3 separate regions of the Mus musculus genome follow, and all the other regions are linked to region 1. Evidence: chromatin contacts called from public Hi-C and HiChIP or PLAC-seq data. All regions are on one chromosome and are shown on one strand. The core of a region is the stretch at or near the end of the contact, and the rest is flanking DNA. Distances in the headings are between cores, read along the strand shown.

Region 1 (2,526 bases), core at 18-2,517:
ATCATTGTTTAGCTAATGATTTGCCTATTATTTGGGAAGACAAAATTAATATGCCATATATGTACAGTTTATTTATATTGTATATATTTAAAGATAATGCTAATAACCTCTATAAATGTAAGTGACTTGAGGCCTATAATACAATCTGCTATTTGACTAATTTGTAAGTCTGGAACAAAAGTGTCTTATGGCATAAGAACCAACTGCCATTGTCAAACCTATTAACTGTCTTTAATCTCGTGTTAACTGAAATTTTTGAAAAGTTTTTCCAGATTAGTAATATTTAAACAGAAAATACTTTAAAAAGCTTTATTAAATTTTTTAATCAGGATAAAGCTTTGCCATTTGGATACTATCATTCAAAGTGATCAAGGTATGTATGTTATGCTGATAGTGCAGTAGCAGCCATTGTAAAGTAGCCAAAAGCCACGTTGTTTATCTACTGGTCTGTGGCCTTTTACTGTGCTTTGTATCAGAGTTCTTAACAAGATTAATAAATCACCTCAGTCTTAATTTGTAAAAGATTTGCAATATTGTTTTTCATCACAAAGAGCAAGGAGAAGCTGGGAATAGTGGTGAGCACCTGTAATCGCAGAACTTGGGAGGTTAGACGGAAGCATCTGGACTTAAAGGCGACTCGACTACGTGAAGAGTATGAAGAGTTTGAACCTACTTGGGATACAGGAGGCCATCCTGAAAACAAAAAAACAAAAAACAACAAAGCTGAAAAAAATCTAGAAGAACGAATAGCTATCATCTGTTTATTACGTGTGTGTGTGTGTGTGTGTGTGTGTGTGTGTGTGTGTGTGTTCATACTAGAGATCCAATGTGACAGGCCAACCTGCAGGTCTCTCCTTCTACTATGTGAGTCCTTGGTCTTGCTGGCCATCTTTTGGCCCCGTGGGATGTAAAAGGACTAACTTTTCTTTACCATTAAAAGCAAGTAGCACGTTCCCAGCCACCACGTTTATGCATTCATATGAAAAGGAAGCACAGTAGGAAAACTTCTTGAATATAACCATTTTTAGATAGGACCTGGGTAGCTGCCTAGATCTATCGCCAGCGGCTCTGTGTGAGCCGTTCTCCAGCTATGTATAAGCACTGTCGGTCGCTTTGCTTCTTAAAGTGCCTATCATTGTAGCAGCAGCTGGGCCACTCCTGGGTAGGTTCTGCTGCTTCCTGCGGACTTTGAGAGTCACGCATGCGCCTTGGGCAGCCGCCCTGCCGCTGGGAGGTACGGGTGCTGCGTGGGCGTGACGTTACCGCGTGCCGCAGCCTGCGGCGGGCCGGGGCAGGGATGGCGGCCGCCGTGGAGCCGGAGGTGGAGGACCCGCTGTGGAGCTTTGTGCGGGTTCTGGAGAAGCGGGATGGGACAGTGCTTCGGCTGCAGCAGTACGGCTCCGGGGGCGTGGGTTGCGTTGTGTGGGACGCCGCCATCGTCCTTTCCAAATACCTGGAGACGCCGGGGTTTTCTGGCGACGGGGCCCACGCGCTGAGTCGGCGCTCGGTGCTGGAGCTGGGCTCCGGCACGGGGGCCGTGGGGCTCATGGCTGCGACCCTCGGGTAAGAGCTGGCGGGAAGGCGCTGGTCGCCCAGCATCAGGTCACCGGCGTGCAGCCTTGCGCCTGTACCTCAACGAGGTTGTTTTTTTAGGGCAGATGTTATAGTCACTGATCTTGAAGAGCTGCAGGACTTGCTGAAAATGAATATTGATATGAACAAGCATCTTGTGACTGGTTCTGTTCAAGCCAAGGTACTGAAATGGTTTGTATGGCCTTTCAGCTTGTTTTTAAGATAATCGATCGCTTACATGGGCTTTAAATTGCATTTTACACAACGCTTGCTTAATATGAGGGGAGCCTTCTGCTTCTCGTTTCTAAAATGAACACTTTAAATCGTCAGAGCATCAGTTAAAGACATACGTTTGACATTTTTAAGGGGTGAAGACATAGAAGACTTGATGTCACCAGACTACATATTGATGGCAGACTGTATATACTATGAGGAGGTGAGTAGTGGTCGAACTGGTGTGTCCGAAAGCCCACAGCTCTCCGTGGTTTAACACCTCCAGGTGTGGGATATTTGTTCTATAGATGATGAGGCAGTAAAGAGAAGTTAAACTATCAAAGGCAACACATTCGCACAATTCAGGATAGGCATACAGGCCTGCCTGTGCGAGGTGGTTGAGAAAACTTGCGTGCATTCTACTGGAGACTTTTTGGAAAAATTTAAAAGGATTTTCCGATTTGCATATATTCTAGAAAACTAAGATACCTTCTGTTTGTTTGTCTGTTTGTTCATTTGTTTTTCTTTTCCCATTGACTGCTAACTGTGACTTTGGAAATTAATTAAAATGCAGGTTGGCTCACTCCTAGAATCCTAGCACTCACAATTGCCATGAATGCTAGGCCAGCACAGAGTGAGACGCTCCAAAATTAGTTATTCTCAGTGACAACATTTTATTAGACTTGTGGAATGATTTTCTTCCCATATCAGTTTATGCAGTATTGGACAGTATTTAGTTTT
Region 2 (2,526 bases), core at 9-2,508, 250 kb after region 1:
AAGGTAGATCTCTGAATTTGAGGACAGCTGGGTCTACAGGATGAGTTCCAGGACAGCTGTGACACCACAGAGAAACCCTGTGTCAGAGAGAGAGAGAGACAGAGACAGAGACAGAGAGAGAGACTTGGTTTGATATCCTAGATTAGCCTTAAGTTCATATATAGCTGTGCTGGCTGCCCTTGAACCTCAGCTTCTGAGTGCTGGGAACATCGGTATGTCTTACCCACAATTCCTAGTGAGATAACTTTTTTTTTTATAGAATTTAGTTCCTGCTTCTCTTCTTCCCCATCTTTGCCTCTTCTGCCCCTCCCCCTGACAGAGACAGAGTCTCATTGTATCACTGGGTGACCTAGAACTCACAGAGATTCTCTTACCTCTGCCTCCCCAGTACTGGCAAGTGCCACTATGTCCTGACAGAATCTAATTTCTTGGAAGACTATTGTAAAAACTGTATTACATGTTTTTAGTAAGATTTGCCTGTGCTTGAATGGTAGCTGTGCCATAGAATTGCTGATATCTTGTTCTATACAGGCATGGCAACTTCCTGTTTTGTTATATTTTGTTTTGAAAATGGTATGAATTCAGGCCTTTTTTTATATATATATAAAAAAATTGTTAACTTTGTTTTCTTTCTATAGGTTTGAGAAATTTCTGTGGTTCATTAGTTCAGAGAACTATTTAATCATAGGTGGTCGGGATCAGCAGCAGAATGAGATTATTGTGAAAAGATACTTGACACCAGGTGAGATTAAAATCGTATGAGATTTTCTCTTGAACGGCGTATCAGTTGCTTTGCTAGTAGGCACTGGTTTTTATCCTTTACTCTTGCTTGACAATTAACTAGAGATTTAACACTTTTTGGCTTACATTTTGTTGAAGTCTTTGCCACTTTTTGTTAAGTGGGTATATCAAAAGTAGTATTGCCATGCTAATCTGTTTTTTTGGACTTTTGATCTTCTGCTATATTTACAAAATAGTTTCCAGTCATGGTGGATCACATTTTTTAAAGGTTAATGTTTTGGTGCTATAATTTGTGACTATTTTTCCAGTTTACAAATAGGACTTCAAGCTGGGTGTGTAGTGCATACCTATAGTTGGAGCCATTAAAGAGGCTAAGTCTAGAGGACCACTTTAAGTAGCATAAAGAGACCATTTCAAAAAAGAAAGGAAGCAAGCTGGAGAGATTTCTCAGCAGTGAAGAGTACTTACGTCTCTTGCAACAGATCTGAGTTTAGTTCCTAGCACTTGCACAATGGTTCACAACCCCCTGTAACCACAGTTCTAGAGGATCGAGTTCCTTTTTCTTCCTTCTGTAGGCATTGCATACGGGTGCTTCACTCACATATTTGCAGCCAGAACATTTATGCACATAAAATTTTAAAATAAAGTAAAACATTTGTAAGAAAGCAAAACAAAAGAAAAAGGACTTAAAGTATCATTATTTCACTTTGTTTTTATTTAAGGAGACATTTATGTGCATGCTGATCTTCATGGAGCTACCAGCTGTGTAATTAAGAATCCGACAGGTAATATATTTCTATTGTCTGGAATTTTCTTTTTTTTTTTTTAATATATTTTATTTTTGCATGTGTGTGTCTATGGGGATGTACACAAGTAATCCATGCAGTGCCCGTTGAATCCTGAAGAAAAGAAGAAAGTGTTGATTCCCCGGAAGCAGAGTCAGGGAGGGGTTGGGCTCTGGGACTGAGCTTAGGTCCTCTGCCAGAGCAGTGTGCATTCTTCACTGCTGAGCCATTTCTCTGGCCTCTTTATAGCATTCTTTTTTTTTTTTTTTTTAAGAATTATTTATTTTATGTACATGAATACACTACAGCTGTTTTCAGACACACCATAAGAGGGCATTGAATCCCATTACAGATGGTTGTGAGCCACTATGTGGTTGCTGGGAATTGAACTCAGGACCTCTGGATAAGCAGTCAGTTCTTAACTGCTGAGCCATCTCTCTAGCCCCTGAAAATATGCTGTTTTGTTTTGTTTTGTTTTGTTTTGTTTTGTTTTGTTTTTTGAGACAAGGTTTCTCTGTATAGCCCTGGCTGTCCTGGAACTCACTTTGTAGACCAGGCTGGCCTCGAACTCAGAAATCCGCCTGCCTCTGCCTCCTGAGTGCTGGGATTAAAGGCATACGCCACCACGCCCAGGGCTTTCTTTTTTGGCCCTGAAAATATAATGTAACCAATAATCAAGAATTAGTAGTCAGTCTCCAGTACTGCAAACAACAAAAAAAGATGAAAAAAGATGTAATGGTACAAGAACATTGCATGAATGTAAGAGTCATAACATACTTGTCCAGCATTTATAATATATGAGGGGAAACCAGACAGTAATGGGGTTGGGGGTTGGGTAGATACAAGTATATGCAATAATATTTTGAGATGTTAACACTGAACATGAATAGAATAATTAAAACAGTAAATTAACAAGGAAATAGAAGACTTGAACACATTGATATCTAAACCTAGCAATATCTTTAGAACACCACCTAACAAGTATACAGAGAACATTCTC
Region 3 (2,526 bases), core at 15-2,514, 180 kb after region 1:
TTTGTTTTTTGTTTTTTCTGTCACGTGGACCTCACTAGATTCTCTCCATCCCGGAGCATCCACATGACTGTCTCCTCCTGCTAAGCTTGGATGGAATGTCACACCACAGACGTGGCATCTGGCATTCCACAAAGCCACAGCAACCAAGCTTGAGGGAGCTAAACATCGTGGAGTAAATACTGACTAGTGAGCAGTGGAAGTCGGGAGACATCCTGCTTTCTCTCCCTTCCATTAACTGTTGCCTGACGCTGTTTCTTCCCCACAGCGTGGCCTGAGGGGAGACCTCCCTGGGAGATGCCTGCCTCTTCCAGACTGGTTATGAAGCAGTGCGCATCGTGGAAATGTGTGGCCTGGAACTCATTCTCATCCTCCCAAGCTCATCTTACATTTTCTCATTCCTATGCCTTGGCTTTAAAAGCCTCAAATAAAACATCAGTATTTTTAAAAAAATATTTATTTATTTTATTTGTATTTTGTATGTATACTTTATATGTATTCTGTATATGAGCACACTGTCACTGTTTTCAGACACACCAGAAGAGGGCATCTGATCTCATTACAGATGGTTGTGAGCCACCAAGTGATTGCTGAGATTTGAACTCAGGACCTCCGGAATAGCAGTCAGTGATCTTAACTGCTGAGCCATCTCTCCAGCTCCCAAAACATCAGTATTTTAAAAAAGAAAGAAAGAAAGAAAGAAAGAAAGAAAGAAAGAAAGAAAGGAAGGAAGGAAGGAAGGAAGGAAGGAAGGAAGGAAGGAAGGAAGAAAGAAAGAAAGAAAGAAAGAAAGAAAGAAAGAAAGAAAGAAAGAAAGAAAGAAAGAAAGAAAGAAAGAGAGAGAGAAAGAAAGAATTACTCACACAGTTCACTATATTACTAGGTCTATAGAGGAAAGTCTTCTACAGGATTCTCAGGATCACTTGTCAATTACATTGTTACAATTTTTGTGTGTGTCTGTGCATGCAAGTACCGCAGCACATGTGTGGAAATCAGAGGACAGTTTTCAGGAATCAGCTTTCTCCTTCCACCATGGAGACCTCTGAGATGGAACTTAGGTCGTCAGAGTTGGCCGTGAAAATCTCTTCCTGCTGAGGCATCTCACTGGCCCCAGGATCACTTCTTGAATAAAATCTCTCACTAAAACATTGATAGATTGATGCTTCCTTAATATGATGAAAATGATCTCTTCCCCCACCCTGCATGTAGAATCCTGAAAAAAGAGGACGTGCTATCTCTGCACTACCTCAAAGTGTTTACAAGCCTCATGACCTCATTAAACATTTCCTGTCAGCTCTCTCCAAGCCTAATTGACCCATGTTCTGGGCTCAGTGTGTGTGTCCCCTCCTCTGACAGACCATGGAAGTACATCACTCTCCCAAATTCATTGACTTCATCTTACCATCCATTTAGACTGTAAACTCTGGCAACCACCACTTTCCCAATTCCTGGATCAGTGCCCAGCTTATAAAAAAAGGGTAATAGAACAGAGAGAGGACGGGAGAAAGGGAAGGAAGAGATGGGAGGGAGGCAAGAAAGGAGGAAGGGCACTGAGAGGCAGAGAGAGGACCTCAGCATGGGCTAGTAATGAGCAGCGCAAATGTTTATTTGTAAATAAATAAATACACATATATTAGTTGCTTTTATTTCTTACTTCAGATCAAACAAAGCATCATCCCCGTTGCTTTCCTATGCATCAGGTCTCAGCCAGGGCCTTTGCTGCTTGCTTCACTTTACCTAATCTGCCTTACTTTGCAATATGTGATTTTTGTAGTGCCTTTTCTTCTTGGAAGTAGCCCTAAGGTAGCTTAAGCTTGAGGGAGGGGTCTGCCTTACCACATCATCAGTTCCCCCTGCCCCACCTCCACTTCCTTCCAGGCCGAGGCTATAGGCACCTCAGCAATCTCACTGTCGGAGGCACCTGCTTGCCAGTCTTGGTATGAGCAGGTTTGTGTATCAAATCAACACAAAGCCTTGGCTACAGAAATAGCTAGCATGGGCCTGGTGGAGCACGGCATTTCTGGGAGGGTGAAGGTATTTCTCCGTACTCTTGCTCTAGTGTCTGGTGAATCTCAAACCAGTTAAATAAAAAGTGGGTAGATATGATGGCAAGATGGGCAGTGTAAATACAGATTCTGGTGTTCTGTGGCATAACTGTAACTAGTCTCCATCTTTCTGAGAGATTGCTAAGACGTGGTCTCACCTGAGATCATGTATAAACCCGGTGTCTTGTCCCATAATGGACATGCTACCAAGGCAAAATATATCAAAACATACCAGTGTTAAACCACCCTTCCCTAAAATCTTCAATGTTAAGAACCATCCAGGAGCTAGTCTCAGCATCTGTGATGCTTTGAATGAGGCATCCCCTACGTATTTTGAATATTTTGAATTTGAATATTTAGTCTCTAGTTGGTGGCTGTTTGGAAAAGAGATGAGGCCTTGCTGGAGGAAGTGTATCACTGGGGTGTAGCTCTGTTGTGAAGTGTTTGTGCAGCTTGTGTGAGACTCCAGATTTTATTCTTGGGG

The links. A called contact is a pair of places that touch in the nucleus more often than the background predicts. HiChIP or PLAC-seq counts read pairs in DNA pulled down with a chosen protein or histone mark.
Region 2: a contact with region 1 is called in a Hi-C map of bone marrow-derived macrophages, with 25 read pairs. The contact joins the enhancer-like site here to the promoter of Vcpkmt in region 1. A contact is called at or near these places in 19 of 39 promoter capture datasets (the C10 cell line, the HPC-7 cell line, the SN4741 cell line and 12 more), 2 of 15 datasets of contacts at CTCF or cohesin (the NIH/3T3 cell line and large pre-B cells), 5 of 484 Hi-C or Micro-C datasets (the AtT-20 cell line, the F1.1 cell line, bone marrow-derived macrophages and 2 more), 24 of 115 datasets of contacts at active chromatin or transcription factors (the 230-238 cell line, CD8 T cells, DN3 thymocytes and 19 more) and 3 of 9 other capture datasets (adipose tissue, liver and pancreatic islet).
Region 3: a contact with region 1 is called in an H3K4me3 HiChIP or PLAC-seq map of bone marrow-derived macrophages, with 6 times the contacts expected there. The contact joins the enhancer-like site here to the promoter of Vcpkmt in region 1. A contact is called at or near these places in 16 of 39 promoter capture datasets (the C10 cell line, the HPC-7 cell line, the SN4741 cell line and 10 more), 10 of 484 Hi-C or Micro-C datasets (the N1E-115 cell line, bone marrow-derived macrophages, cerebellar granule neurons and 6 more), 31 of 115 datasets of contacts at active chromatin or transcription factors (the 230-238 cell line, CD8 T cells, the HPC-7 cell line and 21 more) and 3 of 9 other capture datasets (adipose tissue, liver and pancreatic islet).

What each region holds. Positions count from the first base shown.
Region 1 is chr12:69,581,758-69,584,283 of GRCm38.p6, reverse strand. It overlaps Vcpkmt (valosin containing protein lysine (K) methyltransferase), which reads left to right and starts at 1,267. Exons shown (of 6, transcript NM_001033236.3): 1 at 1,267-1,563; 2 at 1,654-1,764; 3 at 1,939-2,008. The coding sequence starts at 1,298. It overlaps Sos2 (SOS Ras/Rho guanine nucleotide exchange factor 2), which reads left to right. Exons shown (of 23, transcript NM_001135559.1): 23 at 1-523.
Region 2 is chr12:69,330,088-69,332,613 of GRCm38.p6, reverse strand. Nemf (nuclear export mediator factor) reads left to right here. Exons shown (of 33, transcript NM_025441.3): 17 at 639-742; 18 at 1,464-1,526. Among named protein-coding and RNA genes, the nearest start is that of Nemf, 26 kb to the left of the region's middle. Within about 2 kb of position 1,258, at least 26 of the 459 cell types and tissues checked have an H3K27ac peak or open chromatin away from gene starts, as enhancers often do. A contact at or near this core is called in bone marrow-derived macrophages, hematopoietic stem and progenitor cells and neutrophils, where this site is marked.
Region 3 is chr12:69,399,924-69,402,449 of GRCm38.p6, reverse strand. No RefSeq gene overlaps it. Among named protein-coding and RNA genes, the nearest start is that of Arf6, 29 kb to the right of the region's middle. Within about 2 kb of position 1,264, at least 32 of the 459 cell types and tissues checked have an H3K27ac peak or open chromatin away from gene starts, as enhancers often do. A contact at or near this core is called in the HPC-7 cell line, the N1E-115 cell line, Th17 cells and 2 more, where this site is marked.